2 separate regions of the Hordeum vulgare genome follow, and region 2 is linked to region 1. A link is a contact called in public Hi-C data. All regions are on one chromosome and are shown on one strand. The core of a region is the stretch at or near the end of the contact, and the rest is flanking DNA. Distances in the headings are between cores, read along the strand shown.

The links. A called contact is a pair of places that touch in the nucleus more often than the background predicts.
Region 2: a contact with region 1 is called in a Hi-C map of leaf, with 2.6 times the contacts expected there. The contact joins the promoter of LOC123449146 here to the promoter of LOC123449144 in region 1. A contact is called at or near these places in 3 of 6 Hi-C or Micro-C datasets (leaf and seedling).

Annotation. Positions count from the first base shown.
Region 1 is chr4H:499,578,796-499,586,166 of MorexV3_pseudomolecules_assembly, forward strand. LOC123449144 (V-type proton ATPase subunit a3-like) reads right to left here and starts at 3,322. Exons shown (of 18, transcript XM_045126245.1): 1 at 2,968-3,322; 2 at 2,233-2,277; 3 at 1,901-2,023; 4 at 1,710-1,817; 5 at 731-838; 6 at 473-646; 7 at 53-190. The coding sequence starts at 3,114.
Region 2 is chr4H:499,934,604-499,941,974 of MorexV3_pseudomolecules_assembly, forward strand. LOC123449146 (protein SPA, chloroplastic) reads left to right here and starts at 4,424. Exons shown (of 5, transcript XM_045126247.1): 1 at 4,424-4,723; 2 at 4,814-4,897; 3 at 5,131-5,182; 4 at 6,038-6,194; 5 at 6,586-6,844. The coding sequence starts at 4,568. The coding sequence ends at 6,610.

The sequences.
Region 1 (7,371 bases), core at 2,072-4,571:
CAACACGAAAAAAATGAAGAATGTCAGAAAATAAATATTGCCAACTGCTGACCTCCTGAACAGTATGTGTTTGTTTAGCAAGGTCTTCAGGAAAAGGGTAACGGTTTGCACGAAAAGCATCACATATCTTCAGAATTTTGGCCTTTGCCCTCTCCCCAGAGTAGAATACGACAAATGTATTTTTGGACACCTGCATTGCCATAAGGTGTCAGATAAGTGTGTTTCGAATATAATAATGAGTGTAACTTCAGAACTAAAGAAACACTGGACACTAAATCCATAATACCCAAAGGAAATACTGTCAACATATTAAGTTGCACTACCTATGTACAGTAATATATGACGTTTTAGAGACCTTGCTAAACGCCCTATATTAGTTTACAGAGTCTCTAAAACGTCCAATATTAGTTTACAGAGGGAGTCTCACCCAAAGGGGAGGGATAATAACTTTTATGAGTAACAAGAAAACTACCTTTTCTCCGGATTGCGGATCAGTGACAGGTTCATCAACAGACTCTTGTCTAAGCAAAATGTTGCCCCTTGTAGAACGGAATAAGATACGTTCAAAAGCCATGGCCTTTTCCTTTGGCACAAGACCACTCAAAGAGCCAAGTTTCACTTGTTTCGATGCATCTGTTAACATATCCTATAAATTGACCAACAAAAATTATCAGGAAGAGAAAATAGAACAGAGCAAGGCAGGATGCTGTTTCTGAAACAATTTTTTCACCTGCTCCAACAGAGGACTCTCCAGGGAAGTCTCACCAGACTGATTTGCTTCCATTTGCCTGTGTTGTGCTGCAGCGCTTCTTTGAGCTGAATAGAAAAACTCACCAGCCTGAAAGTTAAAAGGAAATTTAGGAGAAGCAGTACCATATATGCAACAACGGGAAGTTGGATACAATTTTTCCTGTTCGTGACAGTATTGTCAACCCACACCCCACCCAACATCCACACACATATATGGTTTAGCTAACAGTTTATCTCTCAAACCTCCCATGTGATACATATCAAACATTGTTTCTCGGCATGGCAAAAAAGATACTACTGCCCATTCAAATACTGGTCTTGAGACCTTACTATCTTAACACACAAATCAAAAGTAATTAGCTTAAAACATTTATGAAATGTCTAACCCCATAACATAAATCTTGAAGTAATTCAAACTGAGGTAACGATAGACATCTCTACTCCTATAGAAGACTCGGTGATGATGGTGTGTGTCGTCCATCATTTCTGACCCTCCGATGTGTATCTAACACATACTCCCTCTAAAGAAATATAAGGGGTCATTTAGATCACTACTTTATAGTGATCTAAATGCTCTTATATTTCTTTGCGGAAGGAGTACGAGGTGAACTGTGGTTTTATTTTGCAAAAAGGCCCCCGCCACTCTGCTCCATATTTACAGAAATCCCCTGAAGTCTATACAAGGTCAATCCCTAGCCCGCTTCATCCAAACAGATAAGAGGAATAAATTTTGCGTAAAACATAACATATTTTTAGTGTATATATGTATATTACCAAAACTAGGGTGATTTTTATTCAAGTTTGTGAACATGAATCAGTCTATTTTGTATCTATTGCGACATACAGGCACTTTGCTAGTAGCAAATATGTGTGCAACTGATACAGCATGCGTACATGCTGCAATATATGCACTTGCGTTCAAGAATAATTACTATAACTACAAGGCTAAGTAGCTATACCTTTTGAAGAACAGTACTGTACTCCAGTAGCTCGTTGTGGGCTCGCTGTAATTTTTCATCGTTTGCATTTACTTCAGTTAGTTCAGCTTCCAGCTCTCCAAGCTTTACCTGTTCCTCAGGAAGTGTTAGAAAGATCAACTTTAAGATTTATAAGTTGCACACGATAAGGGGTATCTCACTGATTATCATACCTCCATGTCATCAAAATCTAGAGGAGTTTCGGTTGATTGCATGGGAGGAACTTGTATTCCAGCTTTCGACATCTGTTCCTTAAAAAATCTCAACTTGCGGGACATTTCAGCACACCTTTTGATCTGCAAGGAGTTAAGTCAGAGCAGCAAAGAGACGGTGATAATTATCACACTAAACACAGATATATAGTCTTTTGGCCATATTATATACATGCACGACGGCCAAGGCGGGTATAATTAAAGCAAACCAATAAAACTGTTGTGATAAGGTTTTAAGCAGATGGTGAAAACATAAATTAAGATAAATGTGTTCTCATAAACGAGCAATGTACCTGTGCAGCGTAGGTGCGTTGAAACGGGCTTTTGTCTGCGTTGAGCTGGGAGAAGAAAAAATAAACATCAGATTCACAGCAGGGAAGCAGCCAAAAAACAAAATCCGCACATAGCACATATAACAGTTCACAAGCAAGAAAATGCACGCGCGAGTTCCATGATCTAATAATCATGTGCACTTGAGCAAGGCAGAGAATTCCCGATTAAAGAGCATACCCCTGCTACCTACTCCCTCCGTTCCTAAATATAAGACATTTTAGAGATTTTACTATGAACTACATACAAATGAATGTAGTCACATTTTAAATGTAGATTCATTCATTTTGCTCTGTATCCAGTCTATAGTGAGATTTCTAAAATGTCTTATATTTAGGAACGGAGGGAGTAGCAAACACGGGTCACGGCAATGCAAACCTGCAGAGCACAACTCCGATGGCTACGTGTGGTATAACAATATACTCCCTCCGTACTAGTTTAGCCTACAAAAACGTCTTAGATTTTGGTAGAGAGGCAGTAATACACAGCGAATAATTACGCCGCACAAAAAGTCTTAGCTCCCAAATTCGCAATGTCATCTGTGAACCACTGCCAATTCCGAGGGAATCGCAAGCACGGAACCCTAGCGAGGAGCGACCAGCTCAGATCGGCGCATCGGGGGCAGGCACCGGCCAGATCCTCCGGCGAAACCAAGCCAGACAGCTAAAATCGAGGGCGGGAGGAGACGGCGGACTCACGTCTTTGAACTGGATGAGGCCCAGATCGCCGAGGTGGGAGACGGCGAGGTGCGCGGACTCGGTGGGGATAATGACCTGCAGGAGCTGCATCGCCTCCGACCGCATCAGATCCATCGAGGGGCAGCAGCCCCCTCCGCTGCGCGCCATGGCGTGCAGGCCCGCGGCGGGCGAAGGCTCCTCCTCCTCCTCCTCCTCTCCGGCGGGGATGGGCGGGCGGCGAGCAGCGCGGCCCCGATCGGTTTCGCGTCGTGCGGAGCAGGGAGGGGGCGAGAGGAGGATGAGACAGGCCGGGTCCTGTCGACCATGTGCTATTATGCCGAGACGTGGCTGGGCGGGGAGGGACCGATACGCGCAGGGCCCAGAGGTCAGAGGGGAGGGGGGGGGCGGTTTTGTGCTGTGATTTTTTGCTTTTCCGGAAACCAGTTTGCGTTTGTGATTGGAAGAGTTCGTAGCTGTCAGAAGGATCTGGATTTTTTTTTTAGCGTGATGAAGGATCTGGATTTCGACGAGGGGGAGGGAGGGAGGGGTGTGAGGCTGGTAGGTGGGGTCGATCAACGTGTCGTGTCGTGTCGGTCCAGACCTGATATCCGATCGGTGAGGGAGGATGGCACGTAGAGGCAGCTGGTAAGAGGCTGTAAACGCTCTTCTTTCTTTCAAGAGCGGAGGATGGTTGCAAACCTTGTTAGTTGATGGTTAAAGGGATAATGATATTTTCAGTTAATTGAGATTCAAGTCCTCGTGTGAAAGGAGACGTTTCTCGTCGATGACGAGGCGCGTACGGTGGCTTCGTAAATCTCAACATGATATGTTAGCTTGGTCTTTTGAAGGTGCTCATATGAGTAGGGTGTGTGTGCGTTTTCATAACGGTGAGTGTATGCGCGTGTATTTAAGCGTTTGCGTTTATACTATGTTCAGAAAAAAAAACAGACGATGGTTTTATTTTTTTGGAAGTACTTCATCTCTTCATAACATTTTAATATAATTACATATGAATTAAAATAAATCAACAAACAAACTAAAACGTGTTTAACGGGTGAAATAGGTAGGTCATATACTCTTAGTGACTCCCATATGCTCATTGTTATGTTATTTTCAAATTTAAATATAAAGGATAAAGACAAATTTCTAACAAGCGAGCGAAGTAAGGCCCATTATCGGTAGGCTTGAACCGAAGCTAGGCGAAGCATCCACAAAGAAGTATTAAGCTCGATCACCTATGTTATATATATATCCTTTATGAACCGTCACAATGAGATATTCTGAACAATTATAAATCCCCGACATTTGTAACCTGTTCGATATAGCAAAGTTCGTTATGCTTCGCTTTGGTTCAAGCCTATCAACGATGGGTCTCACTCCGCTCGCTCGTCAAAGGTTAATCTTTATATTTATCTTATGCTATGAAGCATATAACATACGAAAGAACAATCAGACTTGGGCTTGTAACAGACCAGCTTGAAACATCGTTCTATGCAAAAGAACAATCAGTCTTGGGCTTACCAGGGCCGGCAAAATCCGGGGCCCTATACGAAACTAAAAGTTGGGATCCTATCTCACAAAAAACTAACGAGTAATTATAATGTATATATATCGTAGAAATTTTTTATAACATATGTATTATAATGTCTTGCATAATAATTGGCATATAAAAAAGTTATGCATATCCAACTACGGGTTGCTATTTATTTGAACATCTTCATTCTTTTACTATTCTTTGAAATTAAATCTTCAGTGATATCCTCGTAATCAATCTTTTCCAACACATCACTCTCAAGTGCTATTATGGCCAAATCATTGAATCTTTGTTGTATCATAGTAGCATGCACATAGGACTTCAATAGGTTTAATTTAGAAAAACTTATTTTTGTCGATGCCACTGTCACAGGAATGGTCAGCAGAACTCTATATACAATACATGCATTGGAAAAACAATCATGATGCTTTAGAAAATTCAGAATTTTAACGGGTCCGATATTTTCTTTTGGCATGAAATTTGAAGAAACTTCAACTCAACAAATAGATCATTGTCATCAACATCAGATTGTTTATCCTTCATAAGGGCAGCCTCAAGATTAACACCAAAAGATTTCAAACTTTCAGAAGTAAATAAGAAACCAAAAAATTTCTCGTAACCTTCATATTGCTCAAATCTGCATTGTTGAAACAAAAGATAAAAACGATTAATAAAAAAACTTGAAGATCAATCGAACAACGCGAAGAGCGACGAAGTAGTTTGTAGTCTGTATAGGGGCATGTCTCTTGCGCTTATAGTATCTAGTCTTTGTAGTCTTGAGTCTGTACAAGGGTCTGTCCATGTAGTCTGCGGTTGTACCTGTACGAGGCGACGAGCGATGAGCGGCGAGGCGACGAGCCGATGAGGAGGAGACAAGGCGACGAGGAGGCGATGTGCTTGTGGCGTTTGATCCGAAAAAGAGGAAGCGGCAGCAGGGCACATCGCACCCTCACAGCGATCGATGGCCTGGCTCAGCGGAATCAGCAGGAGCAGCGGTCCATTGATCGATCCAGAAAAAATGAAAGCAGCAGTGTCGCACATCGTATCCTCGCTGGCTCGCTCTAGCGGGAGCAGCGCCCAGCGTCCCACTGGCCAGTTGTCCATAGGTTTTTTCTAATACAAGGCCTACCTAAAAAAATTTGGACCCCTCAGAATTTTGGGCCTTGTGCGGGCCGCACAGTATGCACCACTGTGGGCCCGGCCCTGGGCTTACACCTTGAGACTTGGTGTACATACACCCTTGCGAATTTCCTATGTGATGCTCGGTACATCGTGTTGTTATCTTTTTGCACAGAGCCGACAAAATCAGCTCATTTAGTCAGATTTTTGTTTTCTTGGTTTTAGCAACCTTTTAGAAGGTATCGGTTTCTAAAGACATTGTTCAGTTTTTTGGTTTTTTCATTTCCTGTTGTTTTTTATGGTTTTATCAAGGGTTTTCCTTTAAAAAATCTTTTTAACAAAATGTTCTGAAATTTCAAAAATTGTTTGGAAATTTAAAATATTTTGAATTTTCAAACAAACTCATGTTTCCAGATTTTTTTTAATTCAACAAAAAATCTTGTTTTGAGAACTATTGGGCAATATCCTAAATTTGTTCCTGATTACAAAAAATGATCGCTATTCAAAAAGAATCGTGAATTTAAAAAATTGTTTGTGTTTTTCAAAAAAATGCTCGCGATTTAAAAAAAATGTTACCATTTTAAAATTTTGTTCATAAATATTTGTTTTTCTAAAAATGTTTGGAAATTTCAAAAAGATGTTTGAAATAAAAAAGAAGACAAAAACCGAGCTTTGTTTGGCTCGCTACAGTAGCGTTCAATGATTATATTTTGGTCGCTACGGTAGCCATCTAGATCGATGCGGATGAGCGTTCACGGCTCTACTTGGGTCGGCCTAGCCAGGCATAGCTCCGTGCGTGTGCATGTCTATTTGAAGCCAAGCGCGATATATAGGAGCCCCAGCCTTGGGAGTTTGATTTCAAAAAAAAACTTTGGGAATGCAACCCGCTCGTATGTTCACATATTTCCTCAAAATAATCTTGTGTAAATTTTCTATACTCTAGAGGGCATCATTGTGCGCGTTTAATAATCAAATTCAATAGTATCAAAATCACTACAAAAGTGTCTTTTTAACAAAGGAGCTCAAGCTCCCAATTTCATTTTGATATAGAGCTAATAAAACAACCACCAATTCTTCAAGTTCCACCAAAATCCACCCATGGGCACAACTACAAACCAATGTGCCAAGCTAAAGAAACACCCAACTTCAACAACCAACAAAATATAACAACTAAACCACCCAAGACACAATTATATGTCACACACACACACACGTGCGTGCACGCGAAAGATATAAGAAGGTCCTAAAAACAATCATCAAGGTAAATATACAAAATCTAAGCCTAGGAACAACCAGCAAGACACATATATCAGCAGAACCTATGAACAAACCAGCAATAACTAGGAACTGTCACCGTGTCCATCAAAAGTCTTGTCTTTTCAAGGGCCTCCAAGACTAGGAATGGCAATGGTAGGCGCCCATCCTTGCATGAGATTGAAGAAATCATGGGCCACCATGACCAGCATGCTTGTCATGCTGCAACAAAGGTCTCGAACTTGTTGTGTGTGCAATCTAGACAATGGTGTATATATCATGATATTCGACATGCAATGTCGGTAGGGTCTAAAGGCATAATCCCATCAAAACATGCATTGTTTCTATACTTTCAGATCAATCACACTACTATAATGGGAAAATTACCAAACCAAACTGGTATATCTTCAAAAGCACCAGGAGTTTCTTACAAATTAAATGCACGCTTGATCACATTCCATACTTACCTAGCCACACGACATGAGAAGAAGAGATGATCAATACCCTCTCTAGAGTTA
Region 2 (7,371 bases), core at 3,174-5,673, 360 kb after region 1:
ACCGGCAACTCATAGAAAAGCCTTTTTAAAGTAGGGTGAGTACGCATAAATCTTCTTTCAAGTTTAAGAACAAGAGCGGAAATAGCATCAGTGTAACTTTTGGTTCTTTTAAGGATTGTCCTTGCAAGCTAAAGTACATGTACAATTAAAGAATTCTTGGATAATGCTTTTCTCTACTATGTTCCCCTTCCCCACAACAAAAACTTCTACATATCTTTGTGGGGGTGGGGGGATTCCTCTCGACCTCCATCATCCTTTCAATGATAAAGTCAAACATGATAGCAACTTCAAGCAAGCGACTAGAAAACAAAACAAGCAAACAAGCAAATGTAAATGTTTTTATATTTTTAATTTTATGAAGCAAGCAAAATATAACCACAAATAAAATAAGAAAAAGTGAATGATAATTTTTGCGAAGTTACTTGATAATAGATTTGTGTTGGGTCTTCCATGACGAGGAACGGGTGATGCAACACAATATAGGTAACTATTTCCTTGAGTAGATAACCAAGGTTAATTGAACCAATAGGAGTAACGACCAACTCTCGTCTTCAGCGGCTACACACAAAAGAGCAAACACTTGCATCCAACACGGGCAAGAGGGTTGTCGATCCCCTTGGACTCGTCATTTGCAAGCTTGTAAGTAGTGTGGTTGGTAGTAGATAATTGTAAATTGCAAAGTAAAAAAAGGTAAATAAGAATAGCAAGGTATTCTAGCGTTTGTAAACTTATAAGTGAACAGACCCGGGGACCATAATTTTTCCTAGTGACATCTCTCATGAAAGTAAGCATACGACGGGTAAACAACTTATTGTTGGGTAATTGATAGAAAAATGTGTAGTTATGTGATATTCACGGCAATGATCATGTGTATATAGGCATCACATCCATAAGCAAATAGGAAGACTCCTTCTAGCACCTATTACTAATACTCAACCCATTGAATAATATCCAGCATGCATCTAGAGTATTAAGTAAAACACAATAATGCTTGGAGAACAATGACATGATGTAGGCAAAGAAAATTTAATTAATATGAACTAACCCCATCGTTTTAACCTGAGTGGCAAAAATACAAAGTTGTATGTTGTCCCCTTCTGTCACTGGGATATAGAAACCCGTCCGATTGAACCGACTACAACGCACCCCTCTCACTGAAGAAAAATCAATAATTCAAAGAGATTTACGGAGCTATGATGATCATGCACATAAGAATCATAATAGAATTCATAGAAGACTCATTTTTCATGAATAATCTGAACATAAACCTACAATTCATCAGATCCCAACAAATGCACCGCAAAAAAGAATTACGTCACACATATCAAATCGAAGATGCGATGATCATTGTATTGAAGATCAAGAGAGAGAGATAGCCATCTAGGTACTAACTACGGCCCCGTAGGTCGGGGGTGAACTACTCTCACATCACCATGGGAGCAGCAAGGATGATGTATATGCCCTCTGTGATCGATCCCCCCTCCGACAGGGCACCCGAAATGGGCTCGAGATGGCCTCATGGTGGAATAGAGACTTGCGGCGACGCAAAAAGTGTTTCGGGCCGCCGACCAATGTGAACCCGTTTGTCCTATCCCGCCTGTGGGCACCGTCGACCACGACCGCCCTAACCACGTAGAGCTCGCGTCGTGGCTGCCCTGGTCCACCGACTTTTGTCATCCCACCATGCTCGACACCGACAGATCCGCCTTTGCACCCCCCTCCCCCCGGCGCGCGCACCGAGACACCGTCCTTGAACTGCCCTACCATCAGATTCCATAGTCACCGGATCCGCCTTCCGGCCTCTCTGCCGCCGGATCATCATGTTTCATGTGGTTCTCAAATTTTAGGGCTGCCGGAAAAGCACACACTTTTGGTCCCCAAAAAACTATCTCTCTCCCTCTACACATATTACCAGTTTAATGCCCCAAGTATACAACCGTTCTCTAAAACATATGTACCTAATAATAAAAGGGCTATTGCTTCTGGCGACATGTCATAAAAATTACCCTCAAAGTTGCAAATTATTACTCACCAATGCCATCCGTAAGTGGCAAACATGCTTTACTTATTTCGTAGTCGTTGGTTGCGTTTGGATCAAGTACATCCATGCCCTCAAATTGTCATAATTGTATAAGCATCCGACTAGCTAGGGCATGGCTCCCCGGTAGACCTGGGTTCAATCCCACATTCTCTCCCTCTTTTTTCTGCCTTTTCTCCTTGAATTTCTATAGGCGTAAAATAGATCTGCCTCACCAGATGTCCTTAGCAAATGCACTACACAATTCAAATTTCGGCTAATCTACCTTTCTTCTAAGTTTTTTCTCCGCAGATTAAAGTATTTTTTTGAAATATTTTTGAAAATTTCATATCTTCTAAACGCTAAATTCAAATTTAACATGTTATATATGGAAATCACTTAGAAAAAATGTACAGATTCTAAATATGATATTATCTTGCACGTGGATCATTTTTTAAATTATTTTTATGATGCATCCTTAGTTAGTACTTTTCTTTTCTATACTTATATATATAACATATGTTTCTTACTCCTGTTTTTTCATACGTAAATAATAAAAACAGGAAAAAAAATCGTCAGTCATTTGGCTTTGATTTATTTGACTCATGGATCACAAGTCTCATACATAGGCAATGGGCCCGCCCCAGTGCAATTGAGTATTTTCCTGCAGAGACCATTGCTGATCATAATGTGATAAAGAACCCTGCCGCAGAAAATAATAATTTATTTCAGTGGTCTCGAGCCTGAGACCTCGACCACTATTTAGAAGGTTGCAACCAATTGAGTTGGGCTATTTATGAATAAAAAATGAAGGCTCTGTGTGAGACCGTAATGTGCAACAAAAATAACGCAAAGAAAAAGATGAAAGGCACTATGTAAGCGTCGAGTTGCATGCAACAAATTAGGGCCGCTTCGTTTAGACGTAGACATTTTTTATTGATCTTCAAGCATATGAAGAGATGGCGTAAAACACGTTTAACGAACCCTTTTATTAAGATTTTTTCATGACATGCAAATTTCAAGCATTGTTTCAACTTAAAAATAATGACTTGGTATAGAATATTTAAATATTAGACTCTTTAAGATCAGAATCGTCGTACAAATACCATACCAACAATATTATATGTGTATCATGCTTGTTAATGTAGAATTACTTATAGGAATTTCTGTTAGCACCAATTGTATGTTGTTCTGCCGTGTTGATGGTTGTTTCGGTGGACACATCGATTAACTCTTTCGTTGCAACACACAAACATATGTTTCAGTAGTATACAACTGTTGTTGAAGATGTTCTTAGATTAAACTTTCTGTTCTTTTGAAACTAATAATGGGACTGATAGGCGTCAGCACACCGGCCTAAACCTTTCAGCCGGTCGCGTCCTAGTCATCCGATTAGCCCACCCGAGCCGTTAGATTCTCATCCATCCACGTTGTTTTCTTCCTTATCATCCGTTCGCGTTCAGATATGAAGAAACACCGCAGGTAATGGCGACCGCCCACTATCACTGCATCACGCAGCACGACCACGGGACCCCGTTGACCCCGCCTCTCCCCCGCCATAGAAGAGCTCTCCGCGGGCCTTGAAGCTCGCCTCCGCTCTCCATGCAGCAGTTGAGGGAGGGGATGCAGCTTGCCATTTGTCGGTTGTAGCAAAATAAAACACCGGTTATAGCAAAAAATCGCGACGTCATGTGCGATGTAGCAAAATGCGACACCGGTGGTAGCAAAATACGGTGCCGGTTATAGCAAATTTTGATGCCGGTTGAAGCATGTAGCAAATTAGGCCTTCGGCTATGAACGCAACTTCATCGGCCATGCCCGTTGCAGCTCCGCTCTTCATGGAGCAGTTGAGATAGAGAGAGGGGATGCAGCTTGCCATGTCGTCGGTTGTAGCAAAAAATCACGACGCCATGTGCAATGTAGCAAAATGCGACACCGGTGATAGCAAAATGGGGTGTCGGTTGTAGCAAATTTTAATGCCGGTTGAAGCATGTAGCAAGTTACGCCTTTGGTCCTGAACAAAGAGAGGAAGATCTATGGGGGGCAAGAGGGCCGGTTACGACGGTGACCGATAGTGCAGATTGGGTGGAGGAGTTGCGATATCGCCTTTGTGCACGGGTGGTCGGAGCTGCGACGACGCCATGACGTGTGGCGGATGGGCTGCGCGTGAAGGAGGAAGGGGAGGGATGCGCGAGGAATGTCGATGGATCCCGCGGCCCGCCTGTTTCCCAACTAATAATCGGTCCGGCTACCATATGGGATATATATTCTGACGAGCTCACCGTTGGATGGTCAGATTAACAGCTCCGTCCAATTAAGCAGAGTGATCAGCGACCCAGCTGCTCTGCCTCCATTCCAAGGGTAGTGTTTTCTGAGGCTAGCAAACTTCCAGAACGGATAATGCCCATATCCGAAAAGACCAAGCCCTGGCCACCAGCGCCCGCAAGGGGTGAGAAGTGTGGCGTTGTGTCCGGCTGCGGCTACCCATGATCACCGTGCGTGCTTGCCCAGGCATCTGAAGCAGCAGCGTCCAACGGGCGACGCATCTCTATGGCCATGACCACCACCTCCTCCCGACTCACCACCGCTTACTCCTTCCTCTCCTCCACGCCATGCTCGCCCACCAGCATGGCGGTGCATCCGCGGCGGCGGAGACCCGGCGCGCGGTACCCACGTATCCAGGCCATCGAGTTCGACCAGAACACGGTGCGCCCAAAAGGGCTACAACGCCCGTTCTGTGGAGGATACCACTTGATTTCCTGCCGAGTTATAACGAGCGGTTTCTTGGTTCTTCAGGTTGTGGCCATAACTGTCGGCGTCGTCAGCGTCGCCGCCGGGATAGGAATCCCGATTTTCTACGAGAATCAAATCGACAATTCCGTGAGTGCTTTACTATCAGTATACATTAGCCAATTGTTTCCTGTGATCAAGCATGCAGTTGGTGGATCATTAGTTTTTTTTTCTGAAGCAAGAACGGTATTTGGGCAATTAAGTTTGCTGAAGTAACATAAGATTAGGAGTTGCACTTTTGAAACACGTTGACTGAAACTGAATGTGCCTAAACTGCACCCTTGCATTGATGAAAAATGTCATTTTGAATTTCTCCAATGCAGGCAAAGAGAGACAACAACCAGCCGTGCTTCCCCTGCAGCGGCTCGGGCGCGCGTACGTGATTACGCCCTTTGATTCATGTCCTAATTTGCATCACTCTTCAAACTTTTAATATGTCCCTTTCAATGGCACGGTGCACTCATGTAAAATGAGACGAACTGCTGGAATTTGGAAGTGTTAAACTTGTGTTTGATAGGAAAATTCCATATAAGATGTACCAACCGGGTAGTTTAGCATGCATTTTGATCATTTTCACACTTGTATTCTTTTTGCTCTCCATGTTTGGTAGTTCTTTCGTGCCTTGTAAGGTGGATGTTAACTGAATAGAAACTATTGCGCCTATGTTAACTGAATAATTGAACTGATGTATTCATTGTTTCACCCGCTGAAATGGAATTGGGCCACGACCTGTTTCTTGAAGAAAAAATCATCTTCTTTTTTGCAAAACAGTATATCCAATAGTAACTTGGTTCAACTATATGTGGCATCTTCCATGCCAGGCAGAATAAGCTGTAGTGTTTTCTACTCCTATATAACACAACCTTCTCTTCCTCGACCACACAATGTTTCCAGCTAGTTTTAGTTTGAGGTGGCAATAGAACCAGGCGGCGTTGGTAGAATTTAGTCGCCAAACTTAATAAAGGAATTTTAATATTTCTTCAAATATGTTTTGATTGCACAAGACGTTAAGCAACGAAGCTGATGATATTAAAAGAGCATGTTGTCAAATGACAAGCTTTCTCCTCCCTTAAATCGTTAGATAAAAAAGAATCAAATGTTCTACTTGTGATTTTCAACAACTTAGACTATTCTCTTAATGGTGCATGCCGCACACATTATTCTTTTCCTTTTTCTCTATGTCAGCATCTAGTAGATCAGAATGTTGAAAAGAAATTGTTGATTTTCCAGAGGTATGCAGGTTTTGCACCGGAGCGGGGACGGTTACTGTAGTAATTGGCAATGGTGAATCTGAAGTATCAAAGTGTGTCAACTGCGATGGCATTGGATCATTGACATGCACCACATGCCAAGGTAGTGGCATTCAGCCACGCTATCTTGATCGCAGGTAATGGGTTGTTCTTAATGTTTTCATATATGTTTGTCTGTGGAATAACACCATGCTAATTTATTTAAGAACTTTCAGAGTGTGGTACTATTGAATTACCAAAATGAAAGCATGCTTAACACATAAAAATTATTTGAATCCATCATAATGTGGATCTTTCATGTAGAGATGACAAAATTACATAGCTAAAGCTGGCCCATAGTATTTGTCACAATGTATAGGATCCTGTCATGCGGACCTTGCCTTTTATGCTTCTCCTTGATAGCAGAAGTACTGAATATACCCGTTTCTATGCTCAAACATTTTCTCTAAGTGGCAATATTCCGAATAAATGAATGTAGCTTGAACGAAGGAGATGTCTGATGGTTTCTTTATTTGGTTGACTAACCAGGGAGTTCAAGGATGATGATGACTGAAGATCTTGTCATTACTGGCTAACGACGGTAAGATGAGGAATCTGATCTAAGGATGATGCTGCATTCATGGTGACGATGTGTCCATCATGGATGATCTGATTGTTTTGTGTTGTATTATATTTTCTCTCTTTTTTGGTAAATATGTATGGATGTACATGCACACTCTTTCTATGTCTGAAAATGACCATCCTTGTGAGTGGGCAAAGATGATAAATTTTTGTTGGACATTTTCAATGCATGTCACATCGTGTGTTGGGCATGCGGTTGTGCAGCCTAACAACCCGAATTCAATTCCTAGAATTGACAGGTGATGCACAGGGGTTTTCTCCCCATTTATTGAGGATCAAGTTTGGTGTATGGTGGAACTACTCATCAAGAAGTATCTTGATACTCATTTATAAAATATTCTGAGGACCATGTTTATCCTCGTACTCGTACTAATATGGTTGTATGCATCCCTAATTGGTGGAGAAGCCGAGAAGTGAAATTCTCCCCATTTTTAGACCACATATAAACAAAGATGGCAACTAGGAGGGCGATTGCGAAGGCGACTGCGGGTGGCCTCCTGCCACCGCCGCCTCGTTCGCCCGATGCGGGGGGGGGGGGGGGGGGGCACTTTTGCCGCCTGCTTCTCTGCCTGTGGTGTTATCGAGGTCCGATGGGATCTCCGATCCAGTTCCATCCGTGACTTCGGCGACGAGTACGGCGACACCGCTGTCCACGACGGAACGGTGGTGCTTTTGGTACACGTTAGACGATGA